Linked DNA regions of Danio rerio: region 1 is linked to region 2. The links are chromatin contacts, called in public HiChIP or PLAC-seq maps. All regions are on one chromosome and are shown on one strand. The core of a region is the stretch at or near the end of the contact, and the rest is flanking DNA. Distances in the headings are between cores, read along the strand shown. Region 1 holds the start of ptprna (protein tyrosine phosphatase receptor type Na). Region 2 holds the start of tmem198aa (transmembrane protein 198aa).

Region 1 (4,397 bases), core at 970-3,469, 94 kb before region 2:
CTAAAATCATCACGCCGAGTGTTTTGTTCACACTGGATTAATGATTAAAAGTGCTCTGAATGTAAAACATAATTAACAACCCCAACCACTGATGGAGATTACAGGCTTCAACACATACAGTGCAATTATGCTCAAACAGGACTCATGGCCTCATAAACAACATTCATTCATTCATTTCCCTTCGACTTAGTCCCTTTATTTATCAAGGGTCGCTACAGTGGAATGAATTGACAACTTATCCAGCATATCTTTTACACAGCGGATGCCCTTCCAGCTGCAACCCAGTACTGAGAACCACCCATACACTCTCGTTTATACTCTATGTGCACTATGTATAATTTAGTTTATTCAATTCACCTATAGCGTATGTCTTTAAACTGTGGGGGAAACGAGAGCGCATGGAGAAAACCCAACATTGGGAGAACATGCAAACCCCACACAGAGGTGCTACACTGGAATCAGCGCCCTACTTGATGTGAGTGCTAACCACTAAGCCACCTATTGCCCTTCATAAGCAATATGTTTACACAAAATACTGAGGGTCTGCACAGATTACAGTAAAATAGTCAAATGTAAGGTTAATCATAGGCTACACTCAATTTTAAAAGGAATAACCGCTGTATTGTTTGCTTTTCAGTGTACTACAACCTCTAGGTTTAGAGTTATTATGAGTCATATGTCAGACGCAATTTTCAGATATTTTATTATATATAATCGAACACCCTTTCATCTGCTTTGCAGACATTTGCAGGTCTCAAACAAAACAAAGTAAGATAATAATTAATAATAATTTTGATATGACTGGATTTAAAGGGGAAAAACTGAAAGGTGGGGGATGAGAGATTGTCATTGTCGTTTTAAACGAATGACAAACTCCTACGTGCAAAGCCTGCAGAACTTGTGAATTTGTAAAATAAATGTCTGTACTCAAGCAAAATATGAATAAATACATAACAAAATTACCAGAAAATTAAATACCCATAAACATATCTATATGTTTTATTTTTCAGGGAGTAAAATTTAAAAGCAAACAGCACAAACTGAGCAGTTTTTGATGGCGGATTTTAAGGGCAGCTAATATTTAACCGCTGAGCTCCACCATTCATAAATGTCCATTGTAAACAACGTGAACAACGCACGAATAAATGAAATAGCTAAAAACCGTAAACAAACAAACAAATCTCCCACAAACCGTGCAAATGTACCACAGAGACTGTTATTTGAGAACTAAAGATGATATAGGCGATATATTTAAGAATAATTAGACGACAACATATTCCAGAAAACAAATTTGCAAATGGGTCACTCCTTCAGTGTCGCCAAGGATACAGAGAAGAGTCGTTTTGATTGGTCGGACCAGAGACGGGAGAGAGTAGAGTATTTTTATTAAATAAATAATGCCTGGATGATATGTATTGTGTGATTCATACACAGGTTACCGAGCAGATAAAGTGTCTAGATGCTTCCAAAATAAACTAAATGAGCATTGCCCCTCTCCATGGTGCTGAAACGCTGCTCTTCACTCAACGACTCCTCGTCTACATACTGTCCATTTCCACCAGTTGCGTGACACAGATGAAAACAGCTCGGCTTGAACATTAAACACTCTTTTTGATGCATGTTTTGGGTGTTCAGAATATTAGCTGAAGTCAATGAGTGTCAAACACAATATGCTAATATTGTCAAAATTGATTTAAAAAAATACAGATTAGCCTACATTACAAGTAAATGAGATTTTCACCACACAAAGCTAAACACTTGCTTTGATTAGAGGCGTTTGCAATATTATAGCTAGTAAATGTGCTCCTATCGTTGTCATAGGCCTTAAAAACACACCGTGTCCGTGCACAATGCAACAGATTCCATTGATAATAAGACTTTTTCCTTCTCTCCACATTAACACCTACCGTATTTGCCTGTCATCCCAAGCTGACAGAAGACAGAGATCAAAAACAGGGCTCTCCATACTCGTGGATGCATCATATTAACTCTATCCACGGGAGTGAAGTCGGCGCGCGTTGTTTTATCGCCCTCCGTCAACAACTTAAATCCACATTTTGTCTGTCGGTGCCGCAGGCTTGTGCTAAAAGCTCGTGTAGCACAAGTGACGGACACGTCAGGTAAGACAAATTAACTGTAGGCTTTCGTTTTAGGCAGTAATAAACACACACACACACACTGGGAGACGTGTACGAATGGACAGAATTTCCGGTGCGGATCTGGAGCGGGAATCACGATCTTCCCCTTATCTGTGTGACGGGGACCCGCAATTACGTCATAGGGGGACCAGGCAGGGGATTTGTGAAGAGCTTTTCATGCATGCATACGGAATTAAAGGAAGTTTAGAGACTATATACATAAAACTGCTGCTTTCTTTGCCTGTGAGATGAAAGAATGTGTGTGTGTCTGTTATTTTCGGTCACTGCAGATGTTGATAAAATCCTTCTGTTGTCAATAATTTCCTCCTTCCAGGAAGAGACTGTGGAGAAAATGACATCACATATCACTGAGGAAAGGATGGGTAACACATTTTCTTTAAAGACCAATCCATCTCAAATAAATGTCCATTTATTTGAACCATATAACATGCTGTAAAGCCTTTATGAACAAATAGTAATTTTTTTGAAGCATGTAAAGTAACCTGCTTGAATTAGTCAGTTGTGGTTATTCTACACTGTTAATTATTATTATAAATTACACAGTATTTAACTGTAATATGAACAGTTTTTACTGTAGTTATGCAGTACTGTATATTTAAAGTTGCATTGTGAAAACGACTGCTTCACATAAAGATATACAATACTGTAACTACATTCACAGCAAGGTAAATGGTGCTGAAAATGTAAATACAGCATTTTTACTGTAACGGATTTACAGTAAGTCACTGGCGAAGTGAACGTTAATATGAACTGTGTTTAACTGCTGGACAGTTATGCAGTACTGGATTTTAAAATTGCATTGTGTAAATTACTGTATATTTTACAGTAAATATATACAATACTGTAAATATACAGCAAGGTGAATGTTGCTGTAAATGTAAATACCGTATTTTTGCTGATTTACAGTAACTTACCGGCAAATTGCTGCCAGTACGTTACCGCACTGTAAAAAATGATATGATCAATTAGTCCTGACAGCATGTGTTTTCAGGTCATTGTAACATATTTAACTAAGTTAATCATGTTCTAACTTAATTGTATGAGTCACGCAAGCTGTTTTAAGTCAGTATAACTTAATATAAGTTCAATGGACATATCAGGTTAATTTGATTCAGCTTAAAAATTTAAGGCAACAAGGATTTTTTTACAGTGTGTAGATTTTGCAGGAAATTGGTAACAGTGTATAGTTGTCGAGGTAATAAGAGTTTAATTTAGAGTAATTTAGAGTAATTGTGAGTCACTTCAGCCGCAGTTTTCAGTTTTATAAATACTCTTTCCCCTGATTTGCAAGTCTTTTCAGGTCTCAAACAAAATGGTTTTAAAAAATAACAGATAGTTGGGGATAAGAGAAATAAAATTGTAAAAAAGTGAGATTTTTAACGGCGACGCAGTAGCGCAGCAGGCAGTGGTGTCGCCTCACAGCAAGAAGGTCTTGGTCGCTGGTTTGAGCCTCGGCTGGGTCAGTTGGCGTTTCTATTTGGAGTTTGCATGTTCTCCCTGTGTTCGTGTGGGTTTCCTCCACAGTCTAAAGACATGCGGCAGCGGTACAGGTGAATTGGGTAGGTTAAATTGTCCGTAGTGTATGAGTGTGTGTGTGAATGAGTGTGGATGTTTCTCAGAGATAGATTGCGGCTGGAAGGGCTGCGTGCAAACGTGTAAAAATGAATATAAGATTTTTTAACGAATGTTAAAACTCCTGCATAGACTGTATAACTTATTTTTTTCTCGAATGGTAATAATGTTGTGCAGTGGAAATGAAATACTGCTTCATATGGCGTTTCTGTCTTTGTTGTTGTTGTTGTTGTTGTTGTTGTTTTAAAACGTGATATAAACGTCTTTTAGACAGTTGACAAATATGAGAATTTCCTTTGTGTTCTTCATGAATTGTCTTCGTGTCACTCCATCTAGGGCAGAGGAAACCACTGTGATGGAAAAAACAAAACAATGTCAGAGACAGTCATCATTTATACGTCACCATAATCTGCCTCCTCTTGAGACAGTAACACAAACACGTCATATTTGTAAGGAGTTTCTTATGATTGTTAAACTGAGCTGTGGTGCCACCTGCCGTACTGACATTGACAGTGCAGTACTACACCCTGCAGCATTTAGGCTAGACAGCGTAAGATTTAATTTATGAACATGGCTTTGCAACTAGACTGCATTACAAAATAATGACCAAACTAATACGATTTTTTGCATAATTTCAAAATACTTACCATTATGAAAATAAGATTA
Region 2 (4,473 bases), core at 670-3,169:
CTAGAGAAAAATGAGTGCTTTATTTCTGAATTTTTAAAAATAAATTTTAATAAATGTGTAAGTCCATATCTTTTCAGTTGCTTTTTTGTATTAACACTCACTGCATTTTAGCAGTAAAAAGCTATAATACAGACTATTGAGCTGAAGCTTGACTACAAAATTAAATTGCAAATCAAATCAAAATATCTGTCAAAAAATAAAAAAAATTAAATCGCAATTAGATATTTTCTACAAATCAAACCGTCCTACCGGTAACATTCATAGTGTTGTTGATTTTTTTTTAAATATGGTTGTCAATGGTTGGTTTTCCATAAATTTTCTTTAAAAAAAAAATAAACAAAACCTCAAACTGCTTTGGAACAAGTCAAGGTTGAATAAGCCAGAAATTATTTTTTTGTCTGAATTATGCCTTAAATGTAAAAGGTGTCAGACATAGATTCTTTCAAAAATGTTTGCCCTAAAAATTGTACTGTATCAGGCAGAAATAGATCAGGTCTGAACTGTGAATGTGGACTTTTTTCAACACCAGTACATAAACCCTGTATTCAGTGAAGTCTCTAAACCAAGAGGGCAATTTCAGAGAGCAGGAGTCCCATAGGCTATAGCTGCTAAAAGTATGGACATATTTAACTTAAAATTCTATGGTAGAAACATTTTCAAATTATATTAATCCTGACTTGAAAATGACTGCAATTAAGTTTAAAACTTGTTTTTTTTTATTCAAATTATGCAAATCAGTAAAAAAAACTAAATTAACCTTGTAAAATTTCATTACAACTTAAAACCACCATGATTATACCTCAGATGACTCAAGTAAAGAAGTAAACAAAAGAAAACGATCCTGAAATATATATAGACACCTTTAAGCACCCCTGTTAAATATAACATAATGTAACTATTAATAACATAATGATGTAAACCATATTTATCTGCCTATGTAGAAATATTTATTAGAGTTTATACAGGATAACATTGACAGATAACAAAACAATAAGCGAGTTCTGTCGTGATGAACACGTGACTTCTTCCAGCTATCGAGCTCGCGATCAATCCCGCTTGTTTTCACGGCGGACAACGACAGAAATGTTGGCAATATTTTTTACACCACCAAGGGATGTAACGGTACATATTGTACTGGCAGCTTGTTGCTGCTGTCGTGACACGGAGCTCAGCTAAGATGCACACCATAGAAGAAAAACAACCCTATACGGCTTAATGTACACAGCGCGAGAAACAAAAGAGCCACACAATGGGCTGAACAATGGCTCAACGACAGCGAATACGCTGCCAAAAAACCATCATCTGGTGTACATATGAATGAGATTTGAAATTCGAGACAACCTACTTAAAAGCACTTTTCCCCTTGTGAGATAGCCTTACTACAGTATAGCATGGTAATTCGTCATGTACGTTGTAAGTAACGTTTACCACACTGGACAAAGGACTGCACAAACCCTCCAACATATAACCGTATAAGGGTTAGTGATACCAAAAATACATGCAGAATATTTTTATGAAATGAAAGGGTTTACAAACTACTTTGGTTAAAACAACAGTTTAAAATCAGGCTTATAAAGAACTTAACGTTACATGATGAAAAAAATCACATAACTTACCGCCGTGACAGCTCGACAGCAGAGGGTTTATTTGCTTACAGCAAGCACTGATAATTCAGTTTTAGCATCCTTTTGTGACAATGTTTTCCCTCATTCCGAAGCATTCAGAATCCAGTCTGTGATCTAATAACAAGACAACTAACGTTAGTGTGTCACGATGTTGAGCCTACAGCGTGAAACCGGTTCACTTAAATGGTTAAAACGGGTCCAGATGCTTTCATATTGATTCGATATCATGATAACCCTGGCTTTTTCGCATCCCTCCGGTTTTCCTTTCTTCCTAGTGTGTATCTGATGGCACTCAGTGTTTTCATTTTGATTCACATGCTCCGTGTCTTCGGAGTGAACCATTCGCCGAGAGCGGGGGGAGGCGCACAAAGGGGCCTCCGTGAATGAAGCGCCCCATTCAGTGTTAGCTTTTTAAACTTGGACATAACATGCATGAAGGCTTGAAAGACATTGGGTTTTAATCTCTTTGTGGTACAGAAATGCATGGTTTAAAGGGATAGATGGTTCTCCCAAAAATGAAAATTTCCTCACGATTTACACTCAAGTGGCTCTTAACTTTTATGAAATTCTGTCGAAGACAAAGTAATACTGAATAATGTTGGAAGCCAGCAACCAAAGAAACAAAAAATACTATGGAAGTCATTGAAAGTTTCCAGCATTGTTCAGTATTTCTTCCTTGTGATTTCTCATGCACCATGACCAGATTTTTGAGATCTTGGGCTTTTTGGCTTTTAAAAGCCTTTTAAATGTTCTTTGTTGTTTTTGGTTTCAATGCACTGGACACATTTTTAAATGTTTCTTTATTAATTTGTGTCTGTAACTTTCAATTGAAATAGGCTTTAATTATATATTCCAGAACTTCTCCAAAACTGAGGCAACTGTCTGTCAATGGTTATGCTTTCTGTGATAGCAAATGCTCTGACAAAATCATCAAGAACTTCATTTTACAGTCACAATTTCCAAATCTAATTAGAAGAGAATTCCTGTTTAAGGATTTTTACAATGTTGAACTTAAAAGAGTAAGGAAAAAATATTTGTCTTTTCCTCTTACTCCTAAAGTTATGGAGGTAAGCTTTAAAATATTATATGAGATCTATCCTACCAAAGATTTTTTCAAGATTAAAATTTAATTTTGATGTGAATGATTGTGGTTTTTTTTTTATTTTATTTTATTTTTTATTTTTTTTTTTTTGTGAAAAAGAGATGGAGAGTTTGGAACATGTTTTTTTATCATTGTGACATGATGTTTCCCTTTCAGTCAGAGGTACAGACGTGTTACATTTCCCTCCACTCACTGTAAAGACTGCTAAGTTTGGTATCTTACTTGAAAACAAAGGCTTTCATTTTGCTGTCAATGTTCTATTATGTTTTGGAAAATTCTTTATTGACAAATGCAGATGGTCCAAATCTACTCCTAAATTTAATCCGTGGATGAATGAGGTAAAACTTCTTTGCAAATCTGTAAAATTGGTGAATGGAAAAAAAAGCCCTTAAGCTTATGTATTTTCCGGACTTTTATAATTAAATTAAATTTTCAAAGCCTGTATATTATTTTTATTTTAATATAATTTTTGTTTCATTGCAATTTATTTTAAAACTGTTCTTTTTTTTATCCTTGAGCCGCATATTATGTTTGCCTATTTCATTACTCAACCTTGAGATGACGGTATTTAATATTGTTTGTACCATTTTGTTTATGTTTAGCTTGATACAAAAAAATAATAAAAATTGAAAAGCTTCCATATTTTTAGACCATTTTCTTTAAAAAGATTCTGTTTTCGAGCCATAAATCCCTGTTTTAGCAGCACACAGAGACTACAGTTTGAAGTGTTATAAATTGGTGTAGCTTTTAAAATCTTTAATAGATGAAGAAACATTTTAGGATTCATTTTAATGCTGTATGAGCAATGATTTATGATTGATTTATAACTTTTGGCATAATTTTTTTCAGAGGTGTTTGAATTACAGATTGTACACTGTTGCTAAAAAGAGTTGCACTGTTGCACTGTTCACTATGGGGTGTGTTTCCCAAAAACATCGTTAGCCAACTAAGGTCGCAAGGACTGTCATTACAAGCATAGTTTGTTAATTTGCCGTTTCCCAAATCCGTCGATTCAACGAACATTCGCAAACTGCGTAGCAAACTCAAGCACTCGCAACTACAGCTCTGGAGCTGTAGTCAAAAACAGTTCCTAGCTGTGTTCTATTGCCACTTATCCCCCCTATGCCCTATTCATTAAGAACCTTCTAATATTCAAAGTTAGAATTAATAAAAATAAAAAAGCATTAAGGCCATCTTCTTTAGGTGTAATTTGCTTTCAAACTATTTTTACACTTCAGTTTTAGCGATCTTCATGTATACAATTGTGTTCCCTTCGTGCACTTTGAAAACATGGATGTCACTTTGAACACAGCCTCAAGCGAAAGCTATAGGTGACCTATTATTTAAAAGGGCAATATATGTTACGTCTCCAAAGCTTGTGAAAACAAAAAGCATACAGTACGTTAATTCTTTTAACTGATAGTGGGTTATTTATTAAGTAGCTGTACTATACATGATATGGGCCTGCTGGTTTACAAGTGTCAAATTGTAAAAGTAGACTTTTCTAAAAAAAATAATAATAATAAACAATACCCTACTTAATCATCATCATCATTATCATCATCATCATCATTAATATTATTATTAAATTATGATTTTTTTATTTCTAATATATAATAATTAAATTAACTAATAATTATCATCATCATCATCATCCTCATAATGATCATTAATATTATTAATATTAATATTACATTAGGATTTTTTCATTTTCTAATATATAATAAAAATATTAAATTTAATTTT

What was found. HiChIP or PLAC-seq counts read pairs in DNA pulled down with a chosen protein or histone mark.
Region 1: an H3K4me3 HiChIP or PLAC-seq map of embryo shows a contact between it and region 2, with 2.8 times the contacts expected there. The contact joins the promoter of ptprna here to the promoter of tmem198aa in region 2. A contact is called at or near these places in 2 of 4 datasets of contacts at active chromatin or transcription factors (embryo and gastrula embryo).

The regions. Positions count from the first base shown.
Region 1 is chr9:7,623,627-7,628,023 of GRCz12tu, reverse strand. It overlaps ptprna (protein tyrosine phosphatase receptor type Na), which reads right to left and starts at 2,219. Exons shown (of 23, transcript NM_001130588.2): 1 at 1,908-2,219. The coding sequence starts at 1,983. LOC141376068 (a long non-coding RNA gene) reads right to left here. Exons shown (of 3, transcript XR_012385157.1): 3 at 2,538-4,081.
Region 2 is chr9:7,529,327-7,533,799 of GRCz12tu, reverse strand. It overlaps tmem198aa (transmembrane protein 198aa), which reads right to left and starts at 1,919. Exons shown (of 5, transcript XM_686856.10): 1 at 1,617-1,919.